2 separate regions of the Anas platyrhynchos genome follow, and region 1 is linked to region 2. The links are chromatin contacts, called in public Hi-C maps. All regions are on one chromosome and are shown on one strand. Each heading gives the region's core, a stretch centred on a gene start, on an enhancer-like site or on the middle of the called end of the contact. The rest is flanking DNA. Distances are from core to core; before and after follow the strand shown.

Region 1 (4,852 bases), core at 1,372-3,871, 57 kb before region 2:
GTTTTAAGTTCAGGTTTCTTAATCTGGAAGCAATGCAGTAATTTTACGATTCCCACAGTGGCACAAAATATTTCAAGTGAAACGTTCACTGTAGCACTAGGAAGGGAGCCTATCATTATATATTCCTAGTTGTTTTTTGTTTGTTTGTTTTCTGTGAAGGAAAAAATAAACATCTCTAGTGATGACAGACCGTATCATTCTTATTTTATTTCATAAGTTTACATAACAACCTCTATGCAATGATCTTCCTTGTAAAATAAAATTATAGTAGTTACTATGTGTGTAATTAAATATTTTCTTGATCTGTGAATGTCACAACAATTCATCTCTCAAATGCAAGCAATACATTCTCTAATTCCACTAAACTCAACCACAAAGAATTTAAAATGCTCATCTTTCATTTGTTTCAAAAGTTTTGTTGACTAAATTCCACCTAGGATGAAAATAAGTGCAGTTATTTTGAGGAAACTTATTGCATTGGAAAATAATGTGAAACAAATATGTGTTTTTATGCATATTGAATTCCCCAGAGTCAGAATACTGGGGCTCTACATTCATCTTGAACTGAAAGAAAGGACTGAATAAAAAGCAAAAACTAGCTCTAGGTCTATCAATTTAACACCAAGACTGACAGCATAAATACCAATCATTTCATAATATCCATGTGAAAATGGCTAATTATCTGTTTTCAGCCTTTGTAAAAGTGGAAAGTGAGGAAAGAAATTCAGCGTAGGTGAATTAGGGTGTAATGATTGATAAATAAATACTGCTTAACAGTTGAACCGTGATAGCAGTTACTAGCTTAGCACAGATGTATTTTCCTCATATGTACCATAATTGCCAACTCACATAGGAACACTAAATATAGGCTCCTAATGCTGCTTTAAGTTACACGTGAGCAGACATGTAAAAACTTTTTTTTTGAAAAACTCACAGCTATGAAGTGTTGACAAACTCAGCGAAGCATGACCAGACACGTGCGAAGGGCCAGCTGTAGGCACTGGTGAAATAGAAAACTGCACCAGGCATTGGTGGATTGGGCAGAAAAGGAGACTTTTGGGCTCAGCAACCACAGCAGTTCCTTCAGCAGCCATCCCATTTCCTTCTCAGTGCTACTGGAAAGGAGACAGTCTGGAAACACAGGGCTGGCTAGATGCTGGTGAAGTATGGTCAGAGTAGCTGGGCTCTGAGTAAAATTCAGTTTTGTACTCAGGCAGCTAAGAGTTTTCAGGGTGATCCAAAGGAAAAAGTGACCCTTAAATTATTTGGAAAGTGCTTCCAGAAAGAAGGTTACACAGCACTTCTTCAACTCTCTGCAGAAGTGCACATTGCAAATATTTTATTTATCACCTCTTGTACAGTCACACCAAGCCTTGAGGCAGGTCTGAAAAAGTTAGAGATGGGATCAAATATGGGATCAAATTTACAATTCATCTTGTCCTTTATCCTTATTTAGCATGTAGTTCTTCAGAAGTGAAAAACAAACGTCCACCTAAAGAGAAGAGAGATGAGGATAATTCGCCACCATGAAAGTTATTTTCTAAATTTTTGTTGGAATTGACTTCAAACTCTAAGGATGACAACACTGCAACTTCTTCAGGGAAAATCTCACAATGACTTGTACATTTCCATTTCTGCCGTTGGAAGAAATGGAAGCACAGTCTGCATCAAAATAGGGTGAAGGAGATCAGACATCCTACTATGATATGCTACAGGCTTGTTTACACCCGTATACTCCACATTGTGCTTCAGTACTCATCTGACTCACTTTCTGCTTCTATGCCCCGAGGAAGATGCTAAGCAAGGGCTGACTCCTGGAAATACTTGGCATTCTTTTTAGGCTAATTTTGGCACCAGCTTGGCTCCAAGGGCTCTCGAGCCATTCACACAAGGATGTCTGTGGCAGGGAAGATGGAGAATATCAATTTCGGAGCCCTGCTGTGTTCTACTCCCTGATTTTCACCAAAACCACACCGTGTTTACTTGTCCTTTTGGCCTTGGGGTCACTGGTTTTTCTTTAAATCGGCTTAGCTCTAAGTAGTCGTTTTCACCCTTCCTGCACTTCCCGCAAAAAAACCCTAAACAGTGGCAGCCTGATGCCGTCGTGAATGCTTCTTTCTAGAAATACATCTTCTTCCCTCCTTTCTACAAAATCATCTTACTAAAAACAAACCGCCCTAAACCACTGCAAACCAATGCCCAATCCCACACACGCTCCAAGCTAAGAAAGGGGACTTTCACCCCCAAAAAGTGAGGAGCAGCCTGGGATGGGAGCGGGTGTACCCCCAGGGGGCTTGGAGGAAAGACCTCAGCCCTACGACCCCACAGCCTGCCCCTCGCTGTGCGTGTGGGTTGCCCAAAACCGCTGTTTTTTGGGGTAAGAACTGAGGCGAGGGGGGCGGGGGGAGAGTCTGTGTGGAGGGGAGGGCGGCGGTGACGTCACCCTGCCTGGCAACAGCGGGGAGGGCGGCGGTGACGTCACCCTGCCTGGCAACCGCAGCAAGCGTGGGGAGGAGATCTCGCGAGATTTGGCGCCCCCCCTCCCTCCCGCCGCGGGTGGGAGAGGGTGAGGGGGGGGGGCGGTGCCGCCTGTGGCGGAGCTCGCCTGAGGCGGGCAGCGGGGAAAGGGGGGGGGGGAAGGCGGCGACGGGACGGGACGGGACGGGACGGGACGGGTCTGATTCGCCCCCCCCGGCCCCGAAGCAGCCCCACAGCGCCCTCAGCGGCCCGCATGGAGCCGCCGTGCCCGGTTTGAGCGAGTACGGCGGGACCCGCAGCCGCCGAGCCCCGCTGGGCGGGCGGGCGGGCGCAGCATGGGTGAGCGAGGCTGAGCGGGTAAAGGGGGGGGGGGGACACACGATTCGTCTGGGGAGGTTTTGGGATTTACAACCCCAAATAAAGGGGAGAGGAGCTCGCTGGAGATGGGTGAGGTGCAAACGTGTCGGGGCGAGCCGGCGGAGAGGTGGGTTTGTGTGGGGCTGGGTCGGCGGCAGGTGGGAGAAGGAGCGGCTTTTGGGCTCGGGGGGGGCTCTGAGGGAGTCCTGGGGGGGCTGTGAGGGGAGTAGAGGGGTCCTGAGTGGTCCTAGGTGGGTCCTGAGGGAACGGGGGTGTCTTGAGGCGTCTCTGGGGGGCTCTGAGGGGAACGGGGGGGTCCTGAGGGGAGTCTGGGGTACGGGGGGGCTCTGAGGGGAGCTGGGGGGTTTTGGGGGGGATCTGAGGGGAACAGGGGGTCCTGAGGGGAATGGGAGGTCTCTGAGGGGAGCGGAGGGGCCCTGAGGGGAGCCTGTGGTCCTGGCGGGTTCCTCAGGAGGACTCTGAGGGGAACGGGGTCCCTGGGGAAATCATGAGGGAAATGGGGTTTCCTGAGGGAAATGGGGGCTGTGGAGCCACAGAGTCCCGCATTGCCACCGGCTGCTCGGTGGAGGAAGCAGGAGAAGAGTAAAAGCGGCTCTGGTCAAACCCAGCCGCTCCGAGGTGGTAGGGTTTTGTTGTTCTGTTTTCCCCCCCCAGCTAGGTTTCAGCTTCACCCATTTTTCCACCAAGGTGTTCGTTAAAAAAAAAACAACAAAGGTGCAGCTGCTTGAGATAGCTGTATTTTTATAATGTGCCAGATCAGGTTTGTGCTGGAAACAATCGGCTGCGCTCGGCCGAACCCATAACTTAACAGTGTTTGCACAGGGACAAATGAAGGGGTGTTTTAAATGCTGCTCATCAGGCTCCTATATTTTTATTCCAACACCCCCCAATTTCCATTGTGTATCGTCTCTGTCTCGGTTACCCTCATTTATATGACATTAATTGCTCACTGCACTGCCCTGTACGATTTTAGCCGCTGAATGTTCTTGTGGGGTTGTGCACGGTGGTAGCTTGCTTGTTTTGTGCCGGAGGCGTGTGTGTACGTCGGCTGCTGCGTGCAAGTCTGCCACATTGACGAGCACGGTTTAAGCTTTTTTAAGTGGAAGCAAAGCTGTTTTTGCCTAGCTTTTCTTCCTCCTCCTTGTGTATAAATAGAGGGGAAGAAGTGCATGGCGTGTGAATCAAATGTGTGGTTAGTGAAGCGATACGCGCTTCTCCTGACTTGTGTTTCTTGGGATTATAAGGAAGTGATTTCATTTATTTTCTATTGCAAAGTAATTTGTATTGAAAGCATGCTTAAAATGAGGTCTGAAAATATAAAATGAGATTGTTATTGCAGGCTCTGACATAAGCAGAGCTTTAATAAATCACTTTTTCATGGTTCAGAATAGGTAGGAGTTATTATTTTGTACTTTCTGAGCTGCATTGTCATACTTGCAAGAAGTGTTTACATCGGTCATTGCGGTAGACAGCGCTGGCACTGCCTATAATGCAAAGGTTTAGTATGCTAATTAAACGTTTTGAGCCCTGTGTAATGTTGCGATGTGAAATATCTGGGGGTTTCCATAGAGTAGGTCCGAATTATTAAAAGTATTAGTGTGCAGTTGGGAATATTGTCCAAGACTTTTAATAAAGGTCTTGGTCTGGTTTTCAGGCTGACTTTGATCACTGTACAACCTTGGTTGATGTAATTTTTTTTTTCTTTACTCTTCCTTACGTATGTCTTCTCTCTCTGTCTTTTCTGATTACAGTAGCAAGCACGTTATTACTGCTCCATAGGTGGCTGAATTGAGTGGGTCCATAAACTGTGTCAAGTATTGTTACTGCGTGGGTTATTATAACCATAACAATTTGTGTGCCTGTGCAATTACGTTAGAAGTGCTTCTGCCAGAACGCTGGCAAATGTCTGCAAATGATTATAGCAGGATCCCAGAGCCTTTTAAATAGGTTTTCTCTCAAGGTCTAATCCTTTTATTCAAAATCTCAAGCCTTACAT
Region 2 (4,935 bases), core at 907-3,406:
GTAGAAAGACAGGAATTATTCTTTCTGCTTTTACAAAAGGGGCTGTGACTGTCAGTTTAGTCATTCAGTTGAGCTGTGGTTTCAAGTGGTTATATCCAAGGATTTCCTTTGCTTCAATTACTTGTTCTCATTGCAGAATTTCAGCAAATGTGCTGCTTGGGTATTTGAAGTTCCTGTAATTTTAAGTCACCATGAAACAATTATGTATATTTAATTAGGCTTATTATAAAAATCTCATATAAACTTGCAATAAAAATCATGAATCAGTCTTTCGTCTAAAGCAGCAGAACTGAAGGCAGTGGGGATTAGATATGTCAGATAAGCCGTTACAATTTTAAGTGAGCGGTCTGTTGGATAAAAATATTTTAGGGCATTATCCCCCTGACTCCATGAGGATTTATCTCCCGTTCTCTGTAAATATTGCTACGAACTTGATTTGCTCATGATGTGAATGACACAGTGAACACTTTGTAGAGCAGCATCAGATGGCTGGTCTGGAAGGGAAGGGTGATTACAGTATTAATTTCTGAGCTCTCCTTTTGGATAGCACAAGTAAGCTTTTATGAATTTTACTACCCGTGGTATGCAAATGTAGTAATTATGCTGTGTTGTTCCAGCCAAGGAATATTGCAGGACATTATTTTCCTATGAAGGCACAAATGACGAACTGAGTTTTAAAGAAGGCGAGATTATTCAAATTATCACTAAGGTAAGATGTTCAGTCCACTTTAACAACTTGTAACTTTTGTAAGTTATGCACACGTAAGTAGAATATAGACAGGAGAGTTTATTAGGTTGAATAAAGTATTTGCTAAAATATTTAAATAATTTCAGATGTTAACACACATACTTCTGTTATAAACAAACTAAAGTTTCTATCTAGTTAGATCATGTGATGGATTTCTATGTCACAGAATTAATAATTTGTTTTTTTCCCCTTATGTCTTAACTTGGTTATTTTTTCCTCAGAAGTGTATTCTGTCTTCTTTCTTCATGCTTTTCAGACTAGTGAGCCTGATCAGTTGCATCAGAATCACTTTTATGTAGTAGAATTGTGTGTTATTCCAACTACAGAAAGTATTTACTGAATGTGTTTCTAGTGGAGGAAGTTGAGAACATTAAATCTAGTGGAGGAAGTTGAGAACGTTAAATATTGTGCATTGAATCATAGCTGGTTTTACGTACTTTTCTTCCACTTGCAGATGTTAGCCTTGTATAAATGAGGAAATATAATTTCATATCCTGTATTTTAGAAAACAAAGTGACCAAACATAGTCTGATCTTTAGCTGTTTCCCCTTGCTAAGGTAGCTAAAGTATTCTTCTAAGTAATGCAATATTTTGGAAAAACAATTATATTGTGAGAAACAGCTACAGGAACAGCACTTTCAATCTATCTGTTCTGGGAAAAATAAGGATTGATCGAAATATCCTATTGTTTGTTTTAGGATACTGGAGAGCCAGGCTGGTGGAGAGGAGAACTCAATGGTAAAGAAGGAGTCTTCCCTGATAATTTTGCTGTTCAAATACACGAACATGATAAAGACTTCCCTGTAAGTTCCTATATATTTCATCTAGTGTCACAAAAACGAATTGACAGAAATGCAAGGAATAAAAGACTTCAGCACATACTGCTGCTTCAAATATTAATACAATTGTGTCAGCTTTTAACTCTGTCTCGAGGTAGCTATAACCAAGAAGGTCTAAAGGTTAAACTTATTTTTAAATATTTAATTGAAACCTGCCTTTTCAGATTAACTGTAATTAAAGAGGCTGATTAGGTCATATAGAAAAACATATAGTTCTGATACTGTGGTGATATGTGTAACTGATGATTGAATTAAACCCTAAATGTTTTGAAAGGAAGCAACCAGTCAGTTCTGTTTTATTCTGTTCTCTAAGTAAATATAAGAACAAAATACTGAATAACCCCTGGGGGACTCACTGGGATTTTTCTGTGTTATGACCTGCCAGTAGGTTGCAGCGTATAATCTTTGGATGGGATTTAGAAATAGTTTTTTTTTTTCTTTTTTTTTTCCTCCATTATCTCTTGTGTTGACTTAAAGAAATCCGTATTTTTATGTGGTACTCCTTGTTCTTGTAATTCTTAGTCCATGTTTTGTCAAGATTAGTATGATGTTTTGGTTCTGACAAGTGTGTGTACCAAAGATGGTCAAGTTAACACATGTACTTTAGTGGGAGTGCATTGGACTGAGCCCATACAACTTCAGCAATGTTTTTATAAACATCTGAGGGTTAGTAGACTTTTGTGACCGTTTTATCAGTGAGCATTGTCCTTGGTGCAACCACGTTAGATGGGTGTTCTAGAGCATTTTCATTAGCTGGACTCTGGAGGTGAGGTGGTTTGAGATGTGTCCCTTGAGGTAAGCCGTACCCTGTGATGGGGGAAATTCAAACTTATTTTTAACAGATCAAGGAAAACAATAAGTGGCTGCCTAGTACAGTAGGGTTATTGTCAACATACAAACTGTGACACCTTAATATTTTGCAAGTTTTTAATGGCTGGAGTAGTTCACGCATCTTTCTCCAGTATAAGACGAAGAAGCTCAGACGAGTGTTTTTCATATAAATGAAGTGCTTGTTGCGTAATTAAATAGTTTTCATGATATTTAGTTTAGAACTCTTGTTCAGTGAAAGTGACCTTTTTTGATTTTAAAATTTACCTGATTACTTTTTGATACTTCCGTTGTACTAACAAAGATTGGGGTTTACTTACTGAAATTAAAACGGGTGTGACTGGAGCAATTCCTTGGACTAGATAAGAAGTAATTCTTAATTTTTTTTTGCACCTCTTCTGTGTACTCTTGCTGCTGAAATGCTGATCTGAGATTTGAAGAAACTGTGCATTTTGTTCACATTTTTTTTAGCAGGTTGGCTGGGAAATACCAGATGAATTTTTCCAGTTCTATGTCTTTGCTTCCTGTCTGGGATTGCCATTTATGAAATGCTTTGAAAAGAGCTGTGAATAAGATGGACACTACCGTATGCAAAACAGAAAGCAAATGTGTTTCTGTGTTTTGATAATCTGTTTTGTTTATGTACTTATTTTACAGAAGCCAAAGAAACCTCCTCCTCCAGTTAAAGGTCCAGGTACGTAAAATATGCCTGCTGATAGGTGTCTGAGGAAGTATTGAACTTCAGAAACAGTGCATGTCTTCAAAAAAATTAAATAAATTCAGAAGTAGCTTTGTATTTCCTAGTAATGCAGCTGCCCTTAGTTAGAGGTTACCTTTTTATGCCTTATGTATTTTGCTGCTGCTATATATTTTCCCAAATTACGATGGAGACTACTTCAGACATCTTAATACGAGCCTACAGTTTGCTGGGCTGAAATGAATGTTTATAAATGGCATTACACTCCTTGCAAAGGGAAAAAAAATACGAACACAAATTGGTGTGTATCATATTTTTAGATAGTGACTAAGATAATTAAAGCTCTTTCAGAAATACCTATGATTTGGTTTTACACACAGCTCCTAAACCTGAATTGCCAGCTGGAGAGAAGAAATTCCCTTTGAGGACTGAAGAAAAAGGTGAGACCCGTTTACTTTATAGTGAATTTCAGGATATATTCCTAAAAGTAAGGTAATAAGTTTTAGTTTATCTGCTCTGTGTAATAGGTAGCATGCTTAGGAACATGAAAGCTTCTGAAAACTTTGTGTGATAAAGAACAGTCCTTCTCTGTGGTAGAAGAAATGATGCAGGAAAACATTCTCTTGTATTCTGTTGAAGGCTAGGCTGAATAATTAATTATATGCGGTCTCTTCTGGCCTTAACAGTTATTTTTTTAGATAGCAGTAGCGTTTTACTAGAAAAAATGTCCGTCTATCAGTGCAGTGTTTCACTGGTGAAAAATAACCATATTGATAATAGCAATCAAACTGATTAAGTAAGAAGTTTTAATATAATTATTTTTTAATTCAATAATTGAGCAGCTCTAATCTAAACCTATCCAACCATATATTTTTAATGCATATTAATCTTGCCTTTAATTGTAATCAAAAATTGACTGATCAAATATTTCTGTATTTACAGTAAAGGGTGCTTTTTGGTATCATGTAGTAATTTTGTCCAATATCAATGGCTAAGACTGGTATTTTTATTATGATTACTAAGTACTTATCTTTAGTCAACCCTTATTTCATTGTATAATAAAAGACGAAAAAGTGGCATGCCATTTTTACAGCAAAATTGACTGATTTCTGTGCTCATAAGGAATCTTGGCTTTGAGTATTACCTTCATCCACTTAACTCTGGACAGTTTTTATATTCAGATTTGAGTTGGAGCAACTAAAGTGAAACCTGACTGATGATAATTCAGTAATATAATTCGATGGCAGCATTTTTTGTCCTTCTTATGAACTTGCATGTTCTTACAAGTAATAATGCATAATTCTTGAATTCTTTCTCCTCTAAAATGTAAAGAACTGATCTCCAGTAATACTGCCACTAGGCATTTAGGAATTTAAGCCTTTTATATAGGATCAGTAGACAGAAGTGAGCCTCACGAACAGGGTGTTTTACACAGGAGAGTCAGCACCACCAAGCGGCAAAATTATGTACTGTCCTGCTACTTCAGAGCTTTATTAATTTTGTAACACTGTACTGAGAGACAGCAAAGGACTGCCTAGTAACTGTACTAAGAGAGCCTGCCATAGTATTGGTTTTGTTTTGTTTGCATATCCTAATGTTCGAAGGTCTCAAATCAAGAATATGATTCTCTTTTGGATGATGCTTTTTTTGTTGAAACCTCTATGACCCGTTTTTCAGAGTATTCTTGGGAAAGAAAATCAGGATTTCTCCATTTTACTGTTGGGCATATGACACACAAGGATTGCAGAACTTTTCCAAAGGGAGTTAGTCGTATACAGGCAGTATTTAAAACAAAAGCCCTCTGACTTTTTAAGGGGAGATAT

The links. Hi-C and Micro-C count contacts between places; a contact is called where the count stands out from the background.
Region 1: a contact with region 2 is called in a Hi-C map of small yellow follicle, with 3 times the contacts expected there. The contact joins the promoter of CD2AP here to the enhancer-like site in region 2. A contact is called at or near these places in 2 of 8 Hi-C or Micro-C datasets (skeletal muscle and small yellow follicle).

The regions. Positions count from the first base shown.
Region 1 is chr3:114,506,711-114,511,562 of IASCAAS_PekinDuck_T2T, reverse strand. It overlaps CD2AP (CD2 associated protein), which reads left to right and starts at 2,621. Exons shown (of 18, transcript XM_027455325.3): 1 at 2,621-2,817. The coding sequence starts at 2,814. LOC140002044 (a long non-coding RNA gene) reads right to left here and starts at 2,408. Exons shown (of 3, transcript XR_011807901.1): 1 at 1,975-2,408; 2 at 1,769-1,897; 3 at 269-1,492.
Region 2 is chr3:114,449,437-114,454,371 of IASCAAS_PekinDuck_T2T, reverse strand. It overlaps CD2AP (CD2 associated protein), which reads left to right. Exons shown (of 18, transcript XM_027455325.3): 8 at 618-709; 9 at 1,447-1,551; 10 at 3,073-3,109; 11 at 3,493-3,552. Among named protein-coding and RNA genes, the nearest start is that of CD2AP, 57 kb to the left of the region's middle. Within about 2 kb of position 2,156, at least 2 of the 8 cell types and tissues checked have an H3K27ac peak or open chromatin away from gene starts, as enhancers often do. A contact at or near this core is called in small yellow follicle, where this site is marked.